Regions from separate parts of the Sus scrofa genome. Here region 1 is linked to region 2. A link is a contact called in public HiChIP or PLAC-seq data. All regions are on one chromosome and are shown on one strand. Each heading gives the region's core, a stretch centred on a gene start, on an enhancer-like site or on the middle of the called end of the contact. The rest is flanking DNA. Distances are from core to core; before and after follow the strand shown.

Region 1 (6,485 bases), core at 106-2,605, 140 kb after region 2:
CAGGGACTGAACCCGCAACCTCATGGTTCCTAGTCGGATTCGTTTCAACTGCGCCATGACAGGAACGCCTCCATTGTGTTTATTTAACAAAAATTTATTGAGCATCTATCCTGTGTCATGCAGGAACTAGGTGCTGGGGGTGCAAGGGGCACAAGGTAAATGTGGTAGACCAGATCCCACCCTCCCAGAGCTCCTGGTCCAGCAGAGAAAACAGAGAATAAAATACCAGATTTCTTATGAATGTTATGGGGGGACATGCTGGACCCGATCATATGATTTATTCACTGTCATTCAGACAGGCTTCTTGGAAAAAGTGGTATTAAATTTTGTGCCAGCATGACAAGTAAAAACCAGGCAATTAAGAGGGGATAGATAGCGTGTTCTCTACAGGTCGCTCCCAGAAGTGTGGATGAAAAAGGTAAACTTTTAGAACCTGATCAGTAGTAAACATTTTAATATGGCAACATAATTCCCAAACCCTATCCTCTTCTCCCTCTTCTGTATTTTTCATGTGGCCAGGGACTTCTGGCATGCTGTAGTTGTCCCAGTTATTCCCAATCATTCTCCTCCTCCTGTATCTGTGTTCTTTGTAAAGTGCTTTAATAGCTCCTTATCAAGAAGTGAGGTCTCTTTCCTATGCCCTAAATCTGGCTTGGCTTTGCATCTTCCATTGACCCATCAAATGCAATGGAAGTGACCTTGTATCTGTTCTGAGCCTTAGCCTCAAGAGGCCATGAATGCTTCCACTTGCTTTTTCCAACCCTACTCCACCATGTAAACAAACTTGAGCTAGCCTCTTGGAAAATAAGATACATATGGAAGAAAGCCAAGAGTCCTTAGCCTTTAGCCAGCCAACCCCCAAACACGTTAGAAAGTGCAGCAAGAAATAGCAGGGACACCTACCTGACCCACAGCCAACCATGGGTGCATGAGTGAGCTCAGTCCAGCCCAGAAGAACCATCCACCTGATCTATGGACTAAGAACAAAACCAAGTGAGTGTCATTTTAACTCAATGAGTTTAGCCATTGTGTCAGTTTTGTTCATTTCCCTTAAATGGAAATAATTTATTACCATTATTATTATTATATGAGTTCAGCATTCTCATTGAAAAAAAGTCGAAGAAATAAGTGAAAACCCACTCTCCCATCTTTTGCTCCACCACCCCACTTCTCAAAGCATCGCCTTTGGCTGTTATAGTTTCCTGTGAGGAGCCTGTGTCTTGATGGAGACTATGAGTTCCGTGACATTCATTTTTATTATGCAATAGGAAGTGCAAACCAGTCTGGTAGAATTCAGGTCCCCACTGTCATTCGGGCTTTGCTGTGGGGTATTGACTAACTTCCTGCTTGGCTCCGCAACAGCCGCAGGCAGCTGTGGGCTTTCTGCATCTATGATCCTCCAGGCTGTCATTCTTTACTATTGGCTCAGGCACCAGAACTCAGTTCTCTGCATCTGCTCCTTCCTAGTTCTAATTGGGTACTGGGTTATTCCTCAGGGAATACTGGCCAGCTCGGTTGCTAGATTCTGCTCACTAATTTCACACTCTAGAGTTGAACTCTCCTTTTCTGAATTCTAGTAGTAAACACATAACAGAATTCTCCCTTGGAGAGTCTTTGGAGAGTGGTGTAAGGCATATCCCTAATTGCCTTGCTTTTATTTCTCTGCGGAAAACTAGGACTCCTGGCTGCTAGAATTTGTGTTCACCAGAGAAACAGTTTTATTTGCATTTCTCCTGATACTGGTGTTATGGATTTAAGAAACAACCAGAAAAGGAGAACTTGGTCTTAACCATTTTAAATGGGCAACGTGTGTCTTTCTGGGGTTTGAACATGAACAAGCAGGGTATAAAATTCGGCCAGCTAATTATGAAATGATGGGGGGTGATGCCTCTCGGGTTCCAAGGCAAAAAGCCAGAGCACAGAAACAGACCTTGGAAAGAAGGTGTTCAAAGTGACTGTCATTGTTCTTAACTGAACTCTTCTCTATCCTAGGAGAGGGGTTAGAGGTGGAGAGGCTAGAAACCAGCTATGAGAGAGACTTTGAAATAACCTGTGTGAGTGTGTGTGTGTGTGTGTGTGTGAGAGAGAGAGAGAGAGAGAGAGAGAGAGAAAGAGAGAGAGGTGAACATCTATTTCTTATTGAGGAGGGATGAGAAGGGAGAAATGCCCCCCCCACACTCCCCAATGAAACATCAAGAGAGAGAGACTTTCATGGGACCACATGGAAATCTTGCAATCTTGTGATTTGTTTCTAGTCATTGAAGGGACACCATTTCAAAAAGAAGAAGAAGAAGTACGGGAGGTTAGCTGGATAGCCTAGGGACACAGAGCAGATAACTGCTTGGCAAGTAAGTCTCCAGCCACTGATGACAAGTTGAAGAGGTGAGTAAGGTGTGTTTCCCATGGACTGGATGAGGCCATGGAGAAAAACCTTGGATAGCTGAGGTCACGTGACTGCCCGGAGTGGCAAGGACTCTGCAGGACAGGGCAAGGTCCATCCACAGGAGGACCACTGAGCCAACACCAGATCTTCTGGTGAGAGGTGGCCTTCAGGGTACTCAGGAAAGCACACCAAGAAGAGTGTTCACCTCTCTGTCCTTCCCTGCTATGCCAGAGTGTGAGACACCACAGCCCATGCCAATGCCTAGCAAAAAGACCTTTCCTAGCGCCTCACCTCTCCTTCCTCCTACGTCCACCCTCCTGGGGGCAGACATGGTAGGAACCAAGCAGAGGGTACAGGGCTAAGAACCTGGAGGCAGACAAAGAGAAAGACTCTGTGCCAGGAACAGGCCTAAATGGCCAGGAGAGAAGGGCTTTCTTGAAATAAAGTTCAAAATTATAACTAATGTAAGGAACTAGGCACTTAAAATATTAGTTCAATAAGACTTTCTGTGACTTGAAGGAGCCAAAGGATTTTGAGGTCTTCTGTGTTCAAATTAATAGTTAAATAAATCCACAGGTTAAAAAAAAAAAAAAATCAGACAAACCAGGGAGTCCCTGCTGTGGTACAGTGGGTTAAGGATCTAGTATTGCCACCGCTGTGGTGTAGGTCACAGCTGCAGGTTGGGTTCTGTCCCTGGCCTAGGACCTTTCATATGCCATGGATTCAGAGAGCCAAAAAAAAAAAACCCAGAATCTGATGTAATTACAAAATTTTCTTTAAGATTATTGCAAAGTATATTTAGCCTGAATTATGGAATTTAAGTATATCACCCTTGTTGATTATCTGTCACCCATTTAAAATAGTTCTTTAAGTTTAAATACCATGTGTTAGCTTTTAAAATAAGTGCTGTTTCATTTGATCTTCACAAAAACCCATACAGCTGTAGGTTGGTGTTATGATCTGATTATTTAGATTGCAGCTCACAAGAAATCAATTAAATGGCCCAGGCTCATTGATAAGTAGTAGATTCAAATTAAGAAATGGATTTCAGGAGTTCCCATCATGACTCAGTGGTTAGGGGACCCGACTGGCATCCATGAGGATGTGGGTTCCATCCCTGGCCTTGCTCAGTGGATTAAGGATCCGGAGTTGCTGTGAGCTGTGGTGTAGGTCGCAAACATGGCTTGGGTCCAGCATTGCTGTGGCTCTGGGGTAGGACAGTGGCCACAGTTCTGATTGGACCACTCGTCTGGGAACCTCCATTTGCTGCGGGTGTGGCCCTAAAAGACCAAAAAGAAAAAAAGGGATTTCAGGTTTCTGACCTGTAGTAGAGCTCTCTTCTCATAATTTAATTGGGTTGAGTTTCCCTACTTCCACCTTCATGCTCAATAATTCATTCATCTATTCATCCATACATTCATGCTGCTGTTTTTTTCCAATACAAAGTTATCAAGCACTGAGCATGCTCCAGTAGGGGAGATTGCTATTCATCACAAAAATTAAAAATATAGTTGCAGGAGTTCCCATTGTGGCTCAGCAGGGTTAAGGATGTGACACAGTGTCCATGAGGACTCAGATTCAATCCCTGGCCTCGCTCAGTGGGTTAAGGATCTGGCATTGCCGTGAGCTATGGCATAGGTTGCAGATGCAGCTTGGCTCTGATGTTGCCATGGCTGGTGTTGCATAGGCCTGCAGCTGCAGCTCCAATATGACCCCTAGCCTGGAAACTTCCATTTCCTGGGGGTGCATCTGAAAAAAAAATGTAATTGCAAGCTACAAAACCTCCAAGGAAAATGACACTATGCTTCCTCTTATGGTTGGTGTGTAGCATCCTAATCACTTGAGAACTGATGCTGCAGGTGATTCAGGAGCAGGTACAATCCAGGGAGAAGACCCAGGAGGCATGACGATCCTGTGACTCTAGGGTGTGTGTGGGAGAGTGGCTTCCAGGAGAAGCCCGCCAGGGTGATGCTGCACTGGCCGCCTTCAGGACCTGAGTCTTACCTAAAAATGACAGGAGGCCACGTTCGGATTTTAAACTCAGGCATCAGGATTACAAAGCCAGCTAAGCTACGGGAGACAGGATTAGGAAGATAAATGCAATGTCCCAAATAACCTGGCTCATAAATTCAAAGAAGTGTTCTCTCTGCTCCCTAGCCCATGAAATTCTTCTGTTCTCGTGACTGAGAGTTGTTGATAACTGATTGTTTTGATAGATCTAAAAATTCATTCCTGAGTACCTGAGAAACCATATCATACATGTGCTTTTTTTCTCCTAATAAAATAGCAGTATTATGGATGCTTGTCTTTCTTGAGTTTGGCCATTTACTCATCCAGTAAGCTTGTGGAAACACCTGTTTTGAACAGCACCCTGTGAGGGGATGACAGATAACCTCTGCCTTCAAGGACCCTCTGTTCGCTTAAGATAGTGCTTGCTTTTTTACAGTAAGAGAGCATCATTCACCCTGATTCAGGAAGAAAGGACACTGGACTGTGCTCCAGTAGTTTGTAGAGTTTTGTCTGAATTATTAATATTCCTTTTCCCATTTCTTTTTTTTTTTTTTCCAGCAGGATGATTGGTTAAATCTATGCGAGCAGTAGAATTTGGTGATATTAACTGATATGTGTGTGTGTGTGTGTGTTTGTGTATCTACAGCTACCTATGTGTTTTAAGCTTGGGTCTTATGTGATCTGATTTGTAGTCAGATAAATTATTATATTCTATACATAATTACATGTGTGAGTTTACACACACACACAGTCCCTTAACTTAATTTCTGCTAAATACATGCATAGACCATGATGCTCTATACTATTCAGATACCCTGAATGCTTCTGGAACGAATACAACTTGATAGCGATTTCATTCTTGTGAGAGAAATTCTGAATTTCCATCTACTTTCTGTTTGATTCCCTTGGGGGGAAAAAAATAACTAGGCAACAATTCAGATAATGCAGACACTACCTTCATCTTACTTGTCTCTCAGTAGATTAATCTGGTTTGAGAATCACGACAATTTGCTGGCTTGAGTTGTGACAGCCAGCTCCTTGTCTAAAAGGAAATATGACCCTACCCTCTGCTCTCTCTGTGAGGGGTGGGCTCTGACATTGCTCTCACTTGGCAGTTGGAAAGGCCCCGTGGGTCCCCCGCACCACCAGTATCCGCAAAGAATTCCCTTTCTGAGTCTGTGAAAAGACATAGACGACATTACAGAAAAGAAGGGTATATCTGATTTATGCTAGCACAACAACTAGAGTGCTGAAAGCCTGTAAGCAGAGCAGACTATCAACGTGTGTTTGCACTGCCATCTCTTGTCCAAGACAGAGATTGCAGTTTCCCGCATCTTGATTTTTTTTTTTTTTTAATTTTAATTCGTACTGGAATTTTGGGAAAGATGAAGAAGTGGAGGAAAAGGTTTTTTTAATGAGAAATATAGAAATAATTCACTTTTTAACACTTGCTTCCTTCTTTAAAATATGATTTAAAACAATTCATTCAATAAATACTGTCTTTATCAGGGATTAGTTATGTTAGGGGAAATACAGTGAGGAGTGAAATTGACATGACTCCTGTCCTCAAAAAACAAAAAGTTTAGTAAAGAAGAGAATCGGAGGAAAGAAGAAGAAGCAAGTGCACTATACAGAGTGGCATGATTAAAATCCTAGAGTGAGAGGAATTATGGCACTTTAAGAGATTTAATGCAGTGTGACAGGTGCAAGACTGCAGGAGAGGCTGGGTATGTAAGCTAAGCCATGTGTGCCATCATGAAGATGCAGTTTAGACCTCATTGTATTATAAGCAGAGGAACTGAAAGATATTTGCCTTTAAATAACAAAAATAACTAAAATCTTGAGGTCTTATGACATGCTTCTCACTGAGGTGAAATCTATACTTAACTATCTTATTTAGTTCCTATAATCATTTTAGAAAGTAGCTACTTTTATTTCTTTCACTTTACCTGTGAACAGTGGAAACTTACTTAGCAAGGTCTAGCAAATTGCCCATGCTTATTCAGCTAGTTACTGATGAGAGCTTAGTAGCAGCTCTCATGAAAGTGCTATCCGGAGAGCTCCCACAACAGTACAAAAGCACCTTTCATTG
Region 2 (6,381 bases), core at 3,358-5,857:
TTCCACCAGAACAGAAGCCTCTGCTTCGTTTCACAGTTTTCCACATATTTACTCTAAAGCTCTAGTAAGCTGGTGCTCAGTTAAATTCTTCCACCGAATGTGTCCTACCTTTAGCAACTCCAAATTTAAATTTGTGGAAATATAAATGTTTAATTTCTTCTTACCATTTACGTAAGAGTTACAAGGTGCTTCTAAACTAATTCTTTGTTGATGGATTTAAATCCATTTCCTCTTTCTCTGTAGATATATATGAAGATAGTGAAGGGCAGTCCTTTTCTTAGACATAACTAACGTATTTTTCTTGAATTCCATTATTAAGATTCCCATTGGTCATCGCTACTTCTTGTTTTACAACCTTACATTTACTCCAGTTTCTCTTTATTCCTTTAAGAAACGGAAAGATTGATAGTCACTCAAGAAAATGAGTAAAGTTAGGGAAGAGTGAGAGGTACTTATAGTTACTTTCTGCTCCACTGTATCATGCCCACTAAAAAGGAAAGATTCATCTAATATAGCCGAACAGTTTAACTTGTGGCTACAAGTGGTTTTAAATTTGGTGTATTTTTAATGTTTATTTCTATTGTGCTATTCTATGTGTGCTATTGTTACTCCCAGCTTTCTGTCTGTCTCCTTCCTCACCAAAAATGTATGTCCAAAGTAGTGTTGCAACTAGGGTGAGGGTTAAAGTAGGATGTCCTATTCGTCTTTGTATCCCCTAACAGACAATGTAGAACCTGCCCCTTTCTCACCAGACTCCCACATAATATTGGAGGTATATGGGAGATACATTAAGCTAAAAGAAATATCTCCTTCCACTAATGGATGAGCTATGTCTGCAGGCTAACATAAACAGCTGTTTAAGTATTTTAGCATATTGAAATTTAAATTGAATAACTAAACAATATGCATTCAAAGGTGAAAGGCACATGCTTTAAATAAAACATAGATTAGGGATAAATTCTCCTTTCATGTTGAGATTTGGGGCTCTGGAAACTCACTCTGAGGTAGGTAATTATAATTAGAGAATATTAACAATTGAGGTGGGTGAAAATAATGTTTCTTTTAAAAGAGAACATCAGAGATCATCTGCATGCAGAATAGTGGAGCTTACTCATCCACTCCCCCAAAATTGTTTTTCCCATGCAAATACCTTTTAAAGCTGAATGATGACTCACCCTGAATAAATGGCAGATGCACCTTATCCATTTTTTTTCTATTAAGGTATCTCACTGGGTCATCTTAGATTCTGGCCCTAAGAAGTCTGTGTCAAATGTTCCCAGGGACTTGAAAACTTATCATGTTTTTTGTTTGTTTGTTTTTCCCTATAAGTGTGTAGCTCTGAAATCGCCACTCAGACTGTTGCACACAATCCTCCATTCACCTTTTCTCATTGGGCCATTTGTCCTTATAAAGTAGCACTTGAATCCTTTACTGAAAATGAGAAATATTTAATAGAGGAAAGAATTAATTGTCAGATATGGTAAGAATAGAGACTAGCAGAGTAAAATCTGTTCCTGGAATAGCCTTTGGAAAATAAAAGGCAGAGTGAATTTGAAAGATACCTTAGTCTTTCTGTGCTTATGAAGTTGGAAGCTCTTGCTACTTCCACTTTCACTTTTATCATTGGGTCCCAATGTCTCTGGCCTGCTTTTTGCATTGTAGCTTCTATCATATCACATTTGGGGACCATTATAAGGCAGTAATGGAATCCAAGGATGCCTCTATCTACCAAGGATATGTCTCAGTGGATTGAAGATGGGAGAAAGTTCATTGCCAATGATAATACCAATTATTATGGACTTAAAAAAATGTTTTTTTAAGCTTGGTGTTCCTGTTAACTTAGGAAAGACAATAATTCATGTACCTTTGTTGTATTATTTATGTGAGTCAAAACATCTATCTTCTTCTACACAGATTGCAGTATAATTAATGTAGGTGTCTCAACATCAACACTAATTAGTTAGATATGTAAATTTCCAGAATGCTTGATCCTAATTAGAAAGTGATTCCCCCCTAAAGTTTGCATGTATGTCGTGTGAAAATATAATATCTAATTTAAAAAACTTGAACATATAAATGCATATGGTATATATACATATATATATACATGCTGTATATTTGCATAAGTTTATTCATTAATATGCAGGTTTAGTTAATTAGATTTTGGTTACATAAACCAAAATTCTATATGTATTTCTATAGAGATTTTCAAATAAATGTACAAGGCAGCAATTATTACCAAACTTGAAAAAAAAAGTCTGAATGTTTTGGTCTTAAAAAAAGTGTTAAAAATAGTATTTAAAGAATGAAAGATACATCCCTCTCCTTGCTTTTCATTTTTTATCCTCTTGCCATGCAATCTTTTCCTGGCCTCTCTATTGCTCTCATCATCATTCTAACAAGATCTGACTTCACCCTTCCTTTGGGTCTTGGTAAGTTTTACCCGTTTTCCTGACCAGTGCACCCACCCAGACTAGAAGACTCCAGTTTCCATTTCTTCCATCCCAATGATTGGCTTTATAACTTGGGTGATGTGATATATGGGTCAAAGGAGAAACATGTCTGCTATTCATCTTCTTGATTTTATTAGGTCATTTCTTCTTGGCCAGCTCCAAATAAATGTGATTTCCCCAAACCATACTGAAATCTCTGACTTTGGAAATGCAGATGACCTGAATCAGAGTGTAAGACAATGGAAATATTTTTAGTATTCTGGATTCTAATCAGATCAGAATACTGTTTAGAGCCTCCCTGAGCAGCTTTCTTTGGTGCCTTTAAAAAAGATCCGCTTCATGTTCCAGAGGCCTGTGATTGTATACACCAAGAGCATTTAAAAATGTTGAGTTGGGTGGTTTAATCCAGGCAGTTTTAGGGATTTATATATTTTAAGTGGTGGTGATTAATTGGTTCCTATTTAATAACGACCCATAGCCAGGAGATTCAAACTCACTAATGGGACTGGATGTGTAACTTATGTAACGAAGCAGGCTGGGTTAGAAATGAATTGGTAGAGACCGGTGATCTAGAGAGGTATGGCCCATTTAAGTCTGTCAGTTTCCTCTCATCCTTAGCTGTTATAATGCATACCTAAAATACATTGTAGCACTGTAAATTCCAAATGAGCATTTCTAAGATCAGGCTTTTGCTTGCACCTCACCAACCCTGGAATTGAATTTAGTTGCCATCCCAGAGCAAAAACCTTTGGGTAGTCCTACTGTCTGCTCTGGGGTGTGGGGTGGAGTGTGGGATAGAGACTGGCCTGGTTCCATCTCTGGCATTTGGGATGATTTTGCAGCAGATTATTGAGTGGCAAACAAATCTGCAGAAATAATTTTGTCAAAATGAATAGGTCAGCAGTCAATCAATCATGCTTAAAAAAAAAAACCTGTGTTTCTAACTTCAATGAATCTTTGATTAGCATGTTATTTGAGAATAATTTTGTCTGTTGTTCAGAGTTTTTCCTACTTTTAAAAAGGTGTTGTTTAGCTTTATTTGTAATAGTGAACACTTCAAGGCAGGGCAGAGTACCTGCCTTCAGTGTACTCTGAATTTACCAGCAAGTCATTAAACCAGTGTTTAATTGTGCTACTGAGACAAATTGTGTTCAGTCAAATCATGTGGAATCCTTTTCTAGTCACATCACCTCTTCCTTTCCTTTACACTTGTCCCTAAAAACCCTCTCTGGGTCCTTTCCAGGGTACTCAGAAAGTACTCAGGTGATAGAGTGTCAGACAGAAGGAGGCGAAGCACAGGAGTTTATTGGGCTCTGCATAAACTGGGTGGTGGGCACTTCAGTAATTTTTTTTTTAATTACTCAAATGAATTTATCACATCTGTAGTTGTATAATGATCATAACAATCTGATTTCACAGGATTTCCATCCCACAGCCCAGGCACATCCCCCACCCCCCAAACTGTCTCCTCCGGAGACCATAAGTTTTTCAATGTCTGTGAGTCAGCATCTGTTCTGCAAAGAAGTTCAGTCTGTCCTTTTTTCAGATTCCACATGTCAGTGAAAGCATTTGATGTTGGTGTCTCATTGTATGGCTGACTTCACTTAGCATGATAGTTTCTAGGTCCATCCATGTTGCAAAAAAATGCTGGTATTTCGTTCTATTTAATGGCTAATATTCCATTGTTTATATGTACCACATCTTCTTGATCTACTCCTCTGACGATGGACATTTAGGTTGTTTCCATGTCTTGGGTATTGAAAAGAGTGCTGCAATGAACATTGTAGTACATGTGTCTTTGCGAGTCATGGTTTTCTCTGGATAGATGCCCAGGAGTGGGTTTGCCGGATCAAATGGTAGTTCTATGTTGCACTTCAGTAATTTTGGAAGACTGTTTTTGTGCAGAGATGGGTAGAGAGACCAACCTGGTGACTCTTCCAAGCTAAAGAAGCTTGGGTCTTCCCAGTAGTTGTCCTAATGCAGCTAGTGTGCAGCAAAGGTTTGCCACTGATGCCTCAAATGCTTTATCAGATGGGAGGGACTAAGGGATGAGATGGGAGCAAGCTGGCTTCTTGGATGTGATGGATACAAACTCTTCAAGGATATGCTTGTCATCCCAGCTGCAGGAGTATAGTCAGCAGGGGGCAGTCCACATCCAGCAACTGTGAGAGCCCAGGGTCAAAAGCCAAATTTAGGACCATTCTGACAGCTGTTTGACCCCTGCAGGGTCAGTCAAAGTGTTTTCAGGACTGCATTGCTGCTGGACTTTCATGACCTAACATCATGAAGCTCTGGGGAAAAGCAGAGTGACAAGGCTTGTTGGAGAAGGTGCAAGGAAGTAGGTAAACATTCTGTTGCACCAGAAACAACACAACACCAAAAAACATCGAGGGGCCAGAACAGTAGCATGAATGATAGAAGCATTCCAATTCTAATCTAATAGGAAGGGGTGCTGCCTGCAGTCAGCTGGAGGCTCAGACACCCTGCACAGGTCTCACCCAACTCAGTTCCATCCAATTTCTGCATCAGGACCACGTGATCCATTGTTGCCACATTTTTCTAGATTAAGGAGAAGCCAAAATTTTATTACTGTGAAATTTTTGAATTCTTATAAATGTACAAATTGTGAGTACGTGATCAATTCTAGTCTCCTAGCATTTTTTCATTCTATACGTGGTTTGGGGGAATGGTAAAAACATAGGTCATCAGGCACAAATATGCCTCGCTTTCCGCAGGAGAAGAAATACCTCTGGTTGAGCAGGTCCAAGAAGCCAAACAGTCTGATTTGCATCTGTAATGCATACTTTTTTTCCCTTTTTACTGCTTACACTTTGAAATCCTCTAGAGCATCTTGGGATAGCATTTGTGCAGCAAACTCGGCAAGGGGTGAGTTATTTAGAGACTTATAATCCGATTACTGGCAAAAGTTGTATTTCCATTTCACCCTTAGATAGGGTACAAATTTAGGAACCTAATATGTAAAAGGCAATTAAATATACCATTTTAAATACGTAAAAGAGCTGTTCCAAGGGCTCTTTCCTTAGGTTCCCCATAAAATCAAGAGCAAGGGAATGAGCAATGGGGAGTGGATCTGTTGCAGGAAGAAGGACCGCTTCCAGGACCTGAGAAGGGGCTTTTGTGTAACACTTAGAAATGAATTGTCCCAGGAGACATACACGGTGACAAAGCAAGAGACTTTATTGGGAAGGGGTGCCCAGGTGGAGATCAGCAGTGTGAGGGAACCCAGGAGAACGGCTATGCCACGTGACTCGTGACTCGCAGTCTCTGGTTTTATGGGAATGGGGGTGAGTTGCCTCTGGCCAATTGTTTTGCTTGGCCCATAACCGATCTGACTCAGGGTCTTCTTGGTGACACACGCGCACCTCTCAGCCAAGATATATTCCAGCACCAAGGATCCTGGGAGGTTGGCAGTCTCCTCCCTCTTATTGGCTCCTCCCACCTCCTCCTGGTTAGTCTTCAGGTCAGCACCTGAGTTCCTGAGTTCCTTATCAGGGCCTCCTGCTGTGAGACAACTCCTGCAAGCAGCTATTGTCTTGCTTGGCCACAATGGGCAGATTCATGCGTCAGTGGTTCCTTAATAGATTTTCTTTGCCAGTGGAAGAAAAGAAGTCTGTTTGTCTGAACTGTGGGGTGGCTTTCTAAAAGTGGGTTTCTACCTGTGCAGGAAACTGGCTCTGGCACTTGTAGACCCATTTCTATATTCCATCAACCTATGGGCTTCTTTGATTTTTCTAGAATTATACTTCTGGATCAGATTCATGAAGGAATTTATACTATTGGGAATTTCCTGGACCACTATGTCTTCTAAAACTCCTCTCTCTGTCCTGGAGGGCTTTGTTGAAAAACATGCCTGATATCCCATGAATATATTTCAATAGACAAAAATCTGAACTCTTTTTTCAACCAC

The links. HiChIP or PLAC-seq counts read pairs in DNA pulled down with a chosen protein or histone mark.
Region 1: a contact with region 2 is called in an H3K27ac HiChIP or PLAC-seq map of alveolar macrophages, with 7 times the contacts expected there. The contact joins two enhancer-like sites. A contact is called at or near these places in 5 of 47 Hi-C or Micro-C datasets (alveolar macrophages, embryonic fibroblasts, heart right ventricle and 2 more) and 1 of 2 datasets of contacts at active chromatin or transcription factors (alveolar macrophages).

What each region holds. Positions count from the first base shown.
Region 1 is chr15:127,229,731-127,236,215 of Sscrofa11.1, forward strand. All of the region lies in intron 6 of NYAP2 (neuronal tyrosine-phosphorylated phosphoinositide-3-kinase adapter 2), which reads left to right. Among named protein-coding and RNA genes, the nearest start is that of NYAP2, 200 kb to the left of the region's middle. Within about 2 kb of position 1,356, at least 3 of the 83 cell types and tissues checked have an H3K27ac peak or open chromatin away from gene starts, as enhancers often do. A contact at or near this core is called in alveolar macrophages, where this site is marked.
Region 2 is chr15:127,090,799-127,097,179 of Sscrofa11.1, forward strand. The region is part of intron 3 of NYAP2 (neuronal tyrosine-phosphorylated phosphoinositide-3-kinase adapter 2); the gene reads left to right. Among named protein-coding and RNA genes, the nearest start is that of NYAP2, 61 kb to the left of the region's middle. Within about 2 kb of position 4,608, at least 2 of the 83 cell types and tissues checked have an H3K27ac peak or open chromatin away from gene starts, as enhancers often do. A contact at or near this core is called in alveolar macrophages, where this site is marked.